Linked DNA regions of Sus scrofa: region 2 is linked to region 1. A link is a contact called in public HiChIP or PLAC-seq data. All regions are on one chromosome and are shown on one strand. The core of a region is the stretch at or near the end of the contact, and the rest is flanking DNA. Distances in the headings are between cores, read along the strand shown.

Evidence for each region. HiChIP or PLAC-seq counts read pairs in DNA pulled down with a chosen protein or histone mark.
Region 2: an H3K27ac HiChIP or PLAC-seq map of alveolar macrophages shows a contact between it and region 1. The contact joins two enhancer-like sites. A contact is called at or near these places in 1 of 47 Hi-C or Micro-C datasets (embryonic fibroblasts) and 1 of 2 datasets of contacts at active chromatin or transcription factors (alveolar macrophages).

What each region holds. Positions count from the first base shown.
Region 1 is chr8:77,014,014-77,018,162 of Sscrofa11.1, reverse strand. No RefSeq gene overlaps it. Among named protein-coding and RNA genes, the nearest start is that of GATB, 210 kb to the left of the region's middle. Within about 2 kb of position 1,847, at least 17 of the 83 cell types and tissues checked have an H3K27ac peak or open chromatin away from gene starts, as enhancers often do. A contact at or near this core is called in alveolar macrophages and embryonic fibroblasts, where this site is marked.
Region 2 is chr8:77,236,316-77,240,678 of Sscrofa11.1, reverse strand. GATB (glutamyl-tRNA(Gln) amidotransferase subunit B, mitochondrial) reads right to left here. Exons shown (of 15, transcript XM_021101518.1): 2 at 3,296-3,362; 3 at 2,516-2,760; 4 at 417-567. The coding sequence starts at 2,691. Among named protein-coding and RNA genes, the nearest start is that of GATB, 16 kb to the right of the region's middle. Within about 2 kb of position 2,743, at least 52 of the 83 cell types and tissues checked have an H3K27ac peak or open chromatin away from gene starts, as enhancers often do. A contact at or near this core is called in alveolar macrophages and embryonic fibroblasts, where this site is marked.

The sequences.
Region 1 (4,149 bases), core at 598-3,097:
TCTAATGTCAGGGCAGAATGACAATGAGTCCCAGGGAAACCTGAGAAATGTGTTGAAAATGGCAAAGCTTCCATGAGCCTGGGTCCCTGAACGACTATGTGGAGGGAACAAATCTGCTGACTTATTCACCTGCCCTGTACAGTTACAACATCAACAAGAAATGTATTTCTGTGGTATATGAGCCAGTATGTATTTTCTAGGTCTATTAATTATAGCGATTAACCCACCTTATCTAATCCAAGGGAAGAAATCAATGTGTCCAAATAATTCAACATTATGAGCAGAGGTATGAGAAAAAGGAAGTAGCCAAGGTTCAAAACCAGAATGATTTTGCAGCGAAAGCCTTGAACTGGGAACAGCATCTTAATCTTAAAGAGGCATAGTGGGCAAGGACATTGAAATTGCGCAAAAAAAATTCTCTTTAGTTTAAAATTATGTTTCTCAATGTGTTCATAGGTATTAGGCATCAAATTAGTTGGAATAACTTGTAAACAAAACTTTACAGATTTCTTCCTCACAGAAGTTTCCAGAGACCTTGATGTTCCACTATGTCCTGGATCAAAGCTTCTTCAAGCCTTCCAATGACTGCCCATTCTAATCATAAAAGCCAAAGTCCTTCTGTAGTTTATGAGACATTACACACCCATCTCTGCCTTTTCTTCAACCTTACCTCACGCTGTGATCAGGAGAGTTCAGACATGGAATGATTTGTTCATCACTGTAGCCCTGGCACTTAGGAAATAAACTTTGAAAGCACTTCCCATACTTGTTTAAGCGAGGAATTCTAATTTAAAGAGCATCCTGGAGACTGGTATGCGATGGGACACATTTTGAAAATGCTGGTTTAGAGAGAGCCCTAAATCTTACCCTGTAACTTCATATGGATTCAAATATACATACAAATAGAGGGAAGAAATGTAGCTCATCTTATGGGCACGGGGGATAAAGAAGTACTCTTTGCTGCTACATGGAAGAAAGACTTTGGGAGCAGCTTGACAACCAGTTTCCTAAATTGAATGGAAGATGAAGGGCTAGACTCTTCACGCCTTCCTTGCTTCTTTCCTCATCTGCCAAGATATTGATGAGGAGTGTTTTTGCCAGGTCAAAGAATTCCCACTGGGCTTAGTGGCCAAGTGTCAACAGCACTTAGCTGATTTAATCTCTGGTAATTCATCAAAGATCAGACCTGCCATTTGATGTTGAACCAATTTAGTGATTATCAGTGGCTTTGCTTATGGTGAAGCAGGGCAGGCTCCGCTTTGGTGAGCCCCTACTTTCCTTTTCCACATTTCCACAGCTTCCTCCCCTCCTCCAAAGTTGATAGGGCTCACCTTCCCCAGGCATTATCCTGCAGGGAGTTTGGCATTTGCTGAGAAGTCAAGTGAGTTTCAGCATCACTACCATCCATCGGGCACTGGCTGCTCACTCCCTCTGGGACTCTGCAGACTCTACGTCTCCACATAGCAACCCCTCGTGAGGCTGGCATCTTAAGGTCAAAGAAATGAGGGAATGGAGCAGTTAATCATGTGCAACTCCCTTCTGTTAATAAACAGTGTAAATGGGACAGAATTCATCATTTGCTTTTGGAGACACAAAGGTTAAGTGCTTCGTCCCACCCTACAAATCAAGACACTGTCAGAGCCCAGAATGGAACAGGGAGAACTGGCAGGCTCCTTTCAACCCACCCATGCCCCCTCTCCCCACAGGAGTGCTGGTTGGCTAAACTACCTCCATTGTGGGAAGTCAGCAAATGGCAGTTAAAGGAAAGCTCGAAGCACCCAGAGCAACTGATAGATGTTTGTGGTTAAAACTACGAGAGTCCAAGTAGAAACGTTCAGTCAACAGATTCCAATCTTGCCGCATTGAAAGGCAAGTCTGACTCGCTGAATTTCATTCCATCCAGACGATAAAACAAATGAGTGCCATTTAAGGTAAGGGTTTCAAAATTCTCCAATAGTATAGACTCATTTACTTTTAATTTCCAGGCTTGTTAAATAAGGCAGAATGCCATCTCATCACATCTGAAAGTAGTCTGGGCAAGATCTAAAGAAAAATATTTCCTGGACATTATTCTTTATATGACTTTGTCTTCAAGTGCCAAGGAGCAGAGAAAAATAGAAAAAACGGCACAGGATTTCTCACTGTGGCGCAGTGGGTTAAGGATCTGGTTGCTGTGGCTGTGGCATGGGTCGCAGCTGTGGCTCAGATTCAATCCCTGGCACAGGAACTTCCATGTGCTGTGGGTGTGGCCCCCCCAAAACCAAAACCAAAACCAAACAAACAACCCAAGATGGTGTTAGTTGCTGTCAGCCTCCTCCTCTACCCCTAGTTCATTTCTTTTCTAGTAAATTGGGATCTCCTGGAGGGGACAGGGCTTGGCACAAGGCAGGTGCTCAACAAATGTTTCCTCATTGGAGGATTTGATAATTAGAAATATAACCTTAAATGCCTTCCCTAAGAATAGCGGGCTGGAAGTTTTATCTTTCCTGCATAATTTTACCTGTGAGTCTTAGACGTTCCTGTTAGTAGATCCTTCAGTTGTGCATCTGAGAGTCCGCTAATGACTCTTCGGAATGACATGATAGAGTCTTATAAATTTAATAGAGAAAAAAAAACTGTTACGAATTCCTCTGGACCATTGTTTCAAATTGTATTTGCACGCAGTGTATCATATTAGCAAAACCGTGCACAGTGTTAGTGAGTTTCTGTCCATTAGTGAGAGGTCCTAGGCGAGCCACGCACCCAGAGAAGAACGGTGAAGTAAGTCGATGCTACTACAGACTTGTTTTAAGCTGCAAAGATGGAGGAAAGAATGTTCCTAGATGTGTGATTGCATGATTTATAATCCTCTCAGTCCTGAGAAGCAAATTAAAGCCTAGCAGATGGTTCTCTGAAGCCCTGTAATGCCGTTTGTCTGTAGCTATAGTTACATGTTTTAAGAGTCGGAAACATCTTAGCGAAATTGTTATTGAATTATAGAGCTTCTCCCAGACTCAGAGAGGCTTCTCCACCCAAAGGCTGCTCCACCCAGAAGCGCTGGCCAGAGAGGGGGGGTGGGTGATGCTGAGTCAGAGGCAGTGCGCCCTGCCAGCTCACTTCCTGACAAAGTATTTTCCCAGCTGCCTGAGGCCTCCCTGCCCAGGCCGGTCTTGCCTCAAGGGACAAACCTCCCAAGCAGCCTTGGTCCCATTTGATGGGAAATGGGGAGTGACAGATCCCTCTAGAAAGAACTTCTGGGAGGAGAAATGTGTTTGTTGGTTTTATTAAGAGAACCATCCCAGGCCCTGGAACAGTGTTGGCACACAGTAGGCACAGCATAAGAGTTTGTTGAGTGATGAGTGACTAAAAGATTCTGACAGTCTTGGGGGGGTGCCTCGCAATTGTTGAGAGTTCCCCATGCACGGAGGACCTGGGCCTGAGTGCTGAAGGGTGTACGTCTGCTCCTCTCTCCCCACCGGGCACTCCAGCGGGACCTTGCCTGGATTCCCAGTCGAGTTCCTCTCCCCTGATGAAGGGCCTTTTCAGCCCCCTGAGAAGGTAGTTGGCTTCTCTGTGGCTGGAGATGAGATGGCTGCTGTTGGCTGCGCCTACTCACTGGATTTGCATATTCCACGATCTGATCTGGGCTTCTGCTGTAGAGTATAACAGCCCGGTCCTGGTCCTTCCTCAAAGCCCTGCAGTCCTGAGCTATAACAAGTTCCGAGAGAAAATAAGAGTCCACGGATGCCCTGGCGCTGAAGTAATGAGGTCCTCCGAGAGCATTCGGGCTGCATCCATAACTGCACACTGGCGCTGTATCTTTACATCCTTTGGTATATGTTTCTGATTCAGGCCTCCTCGCTTGAAGCATAAAATCCCAAGCCCCAGACACTTCCACTTCTCCTTTTCCCTGGTGCTGTGCAGACGAGAGCCTTTGGTGATGACCCAGGGTCATTTTAATCAAAATAAAAGACATCTCTTATTATGATGGCTTTGCTGACAAATAATTAAGATGAATTACTAGCATCTCCTGGCCCCAGCTGCCTCATTGGTGCCCATTTGGAGTAAGCAGAGGGAGCTCATAGTCCATGCCTCAGCTCTTTAAAAGCAATTTATAACCTAACTTGCCATCCTAACTACCTGAGAAGATTTTAATCCTAAACCTGTCAC
Region 2 (4,363 bases), core at 1,494-3,993, 220 kb before region 1:
CCCTCCTCAGGGCTCCAGAGCCATACTCTGCACTTGACCTTCACAGGAGCAAGCAGATGGCACTCTATGTATAAGACCCATCTTCCCAACTAGTCTTTCAACTCCTCAAAGGCAAGGATTGCCATTCACCTTTCTGTTTCAGTTCATAGCACAAACCAGATACTCCAGTATTAAGCGGACATTCTAAAGTGTGTGTGAAATGAGTAAATGCACACATGAATAAACAGATGACGTTTAGACTTAAAATTACAGAGATGGGTCTTTAAAAAGCACTCAGTCCATCCCACCTAATCCAAAGTTTTCTAAACTTTGTATTAGAGAATAAGTATCTCTAAACAAGTATTTCCTAAGAGTTGATTGTGTTCAATAAAACATGACTGTTTTCTAATGAAAACAGCATGGAATAAAAACCTTACCGGCAAAGTTCCAGGCAGAGATGCATCAAAAAAAGATACCAAAGAATTGGGAGGTGCTGCAAAGTGGACTTGAGATCCAGAGAAGAGTTTGGAGTTGGAAGAAATCTGGGCATGGATTTCCAAACCTACCACAGCAGCCCATTTACGTTCACTACAGTGGAAGACATAATGGTTAAGAAGTAGTTAGATATGTCACTATGTGTGAATTTCTATGAGCCTAAACCACAATGTTAATTTCCTATTTGTTTTTAACTTAGTAAAATTTTATATCCTACTTAAAAAAAAAAGCATCCTATTGTCTTAGTGACTAAATTGAAAGCAATTCATAATGAATACCTATGAGACCAGCAAAACAAAACTCATTTACAACATGAACAAACAGGAAGGTAACAGAAAGGAACAATCTGGCATGTTAAAACAATTTAGCAATGGGTATCACGTGGCGAATGCTTGGCTGACTTTAATGAAAAGCAGCATCTCCTAAATTAACTGTCCTTTATCAAGGGATCACTCAGGAAATGAAAACAGCTGAGCTGGTGAATGTTTTTAGAATAACACAAACATTAAGATTTTACTACCAGAGAAATTATAGTTAAAAAAATAGTTGCACACCTCACTATTTAAAAAGGTAATTCTCAGTCATGTTTTGAATTCATTTTCTAACAATGGCTTACAAGTAAAGTAACCAGAGTGACACAGATATTAAAAAAAAACCACTAAATGAAACTTTTCTAGGGAACTTTGTGCAAAGGAAACCATTAAACCATTAAACTATCACATGTGGCTTATGTTTTTTTTTTCGTTTGTTTGTTCCCCCAAATCACTTTAAATTCCAGAGATCTAGTGTCAGGTTCTTCTCTTTTACACTTGACTGCCATCAAACCTAAGAAGCTACAATACTTTAGTATAAATGCTACAATCATCTCCTCTGGCCACTCTTACTCTGTTGGGTCTGTATGAACATTCCAGACAGGTCTCTCCAGGTTCCTGTAAGTGTGCTTAGTCCCTCTGAAACCCATGTATCCTGCACAATATGTAGATGGCTTGGTGCACACATACTCCCTATTCTGTCTCTTCCTATCCTGCTCTTCCCCCAGAAATTTTCTATATTATCTTAATTTTTGTCAACATGCATTTAGTTTTATTTCAATTATTGCAACACATGAGATTCCACATCTATAGTATTGATGAATTCCTTCTTTTTAAAGACTGGAAGCACAACTTGTAACTGAGAAGAATTAAAGAACTTCTCAAATTCTGCATTCACAAAAACCTTATTCAATGTATTTTTGCAGTTTCATTATAGGAGAGAAAAAAATACTTTCCATTCACTGTGAGACAATCTCATTTATGAAAAGAATAGAAACAATGTGTCCGGACATTTTCCCTCTGTTCCAACATAAAAGCAAAAAAAAAAAAAAAAGCAACTTAATCTCAGGAAAAACTGAGTATCAGACACATGTCTTTTTCTGTAGTTAAAAAGAACCTATTTAGGTCTTAAATAGTCAAATATAAACAGCGGTTCAGAGAATACTGAAAAAGAAGGAAGATCTCTTGTATTGGCTGCATCCTACTAGGTCTAAACACACATGTTCAACATAAAACATCTCCACAAATAGGTGGTGATTTCTGGCCAATAACATTAAGCCACCGCCATTCAGAGTTTGCAGGCAAAAGCTTCTTTTAACCTTTAGAACACTGCTGGCCCATAGTAGCGCTAAATTAGTGTCAGCTAACTAAGATCCCACTTCTACTGCTACGGACCCTGCTAATAGCCACTGCTGCTATTAGTTAAGGTGACTGAGTCCACTCTTCAGTCTTGTGCAGCCCTCGATTCAAGAAAACCCTATTTTACACTCGCGAACTACCCCAAAATGCCCGTGTGTCTTAAGACTGTGGTTTCTGTGTGGGGCGGGGCTGATAGAGAACCAGCATCGAGCTCCCACTTAGCTTTCAGGGCTGCAACTTACAGCCCAACACCCTCCCGCCGACCAAAACGTCTCGAGTGAAGACTGGACTGTAGTGGGCATCATTTTCCTAGCCTCGCAGTTCCACCTCACACTTAAGTGTGCAGTAAAGGTATGAAATAGTATATATACCCTTTCCTTGGCTTCTGGGCCGTGATGAGGGGCTGCTGAGCCACTGAGCTCTGTCCCCTTTTCCCGCTGGCCGTGGACCCAGCTGGAAACCGTTTCTCGTGGCGAGAACAGTCGCCAATCCGAGGGAAAGCCCAACGCCTTCCAGGACAGCACCAGCGTAGCATGGGCGCCGCCATTGCCGCGCCAAGGTCCTGGTCAGGTGACACAGCCGCCCTCTGCCGCAAGGCTGTCTGGGAAGCGTAGTTCTGGAAATGGATCAAATGTTATAGGCTCAGACCGGAAGACTACTATTCCCAGGAGCACTGCGATTCAAAAGCTTCCGGAACCGGGCGGGGAGGGGACGGAAGGGAGGAAGAAATAGAGAAGACAGGGGGAGGGTTTATGGGTCGGAAGGTGTGACTCCTCCTAGTGGGGAGTTGGAGAGCTTTGTATCTCTGAGCACCTGTTTGAGTGAGAACAGGTGGTGCCAAAGCACTAAAGTTGAGAAAGCTGGTGAGGATTTTATACCCCAGTTAACCTTTGGGGCTGAAGTAAATGACCTTGACATCTCCGGGAAGACTTTCCAAACCCCCCAAACCCACTGAGTTATTTTTTTCTGTTTACTTTTCCACTTCACATACTAATCTGTACATTCCTGCAACAATTACTTATTTGCATGCCTACTAGTTGGGCTGCACCCCACAGGCTTACAAGCCCGGTGCTTGCCAAGCTTCAGGACAGAATGCAGAGCTGAGAGTCAGCAACAGAGATATCAATGGTTTAATGGATGGGGGAGCTTACCCATTTGAAGCAAGGTCCTGGAGCGACACCCCACCGTGTGTGGTGATGTGGCCAGCCAACTTCACTCCTAGAGGGAAGGGAGATTGCCAGTTATAGGGAAAATTACCACAGATTGGATCATTAGTTACCAGGGAAACTGGCCGAGGGGCACGCCCCTCACTGTGCCTTTGATAAGAACAATCACCAGCTGGAGCCTGGGGAGAGTATGTAGGAAGTTCAGTCCTGTGAGTGGGTGTGGATGAAGCAGGCACTGGTCGGCAGGGGATGTATAGAGAGTAAGAGGACAACCATCTTGAGTGGCCTGACCATACACACTACTCTATGCCAGGCACAGTTCTTAGAATTCAGCAGTGAGCAAGGTGGTTATGGCCTCTGTGCTCATGGAGCTTACATACTTGGCAGATGAGATGACAGAAAAGTGAACAAAAATAGTATACTTTCACAAAAGAAGGGTTATATTTCAGCATGTTACCAGAAAGATGTTACCGGAATCCAGGTTCTTGTTCACAGAGCTAAAGAATGAACTTCACGAACACACAGGCAGCAAGCAAGCAATCAAAAGTCTTTATTACAGGAAAGCAAACAGCTCCCAGCACAGACACTGGGAAGGGGAGGAAGAGTCCCCCTTTCTATTGTTCTATGGAGGTTTTTATCTCTTAAAGACAGGGGTACCAATGTGGGGTCCAGATACCAGTTCTTTTTCCCATTAGCCTTGCCCAGTTTACCTATATCAGGCCTCATCCCATAGGCACTTGAGAGTTAGAGTATGCTCCATAAGTTTTATGGTTCCTTTCTTCCTCTCTCCCCTAAACTGAGAGTCACCATTCCTCTCATTCCTCTTCTACCAGTTGAGGAGATTAAGGTCCACCTGTACATATAACAGATACACTCCCTGTAGTAAACAAGGCCTGTGGAGATGTTACTCTCTGGAACCCTTAAGTCACGGATGTTAATCAATGACCATGTCAAAGAATATATTGAAGCCCATGTTCCTACACTAACTACCTGAATTATTCTGCCTCGAGCAGAGGTGCTCGGAGACAAACAGACCTAGATTAAAGCTTCAGG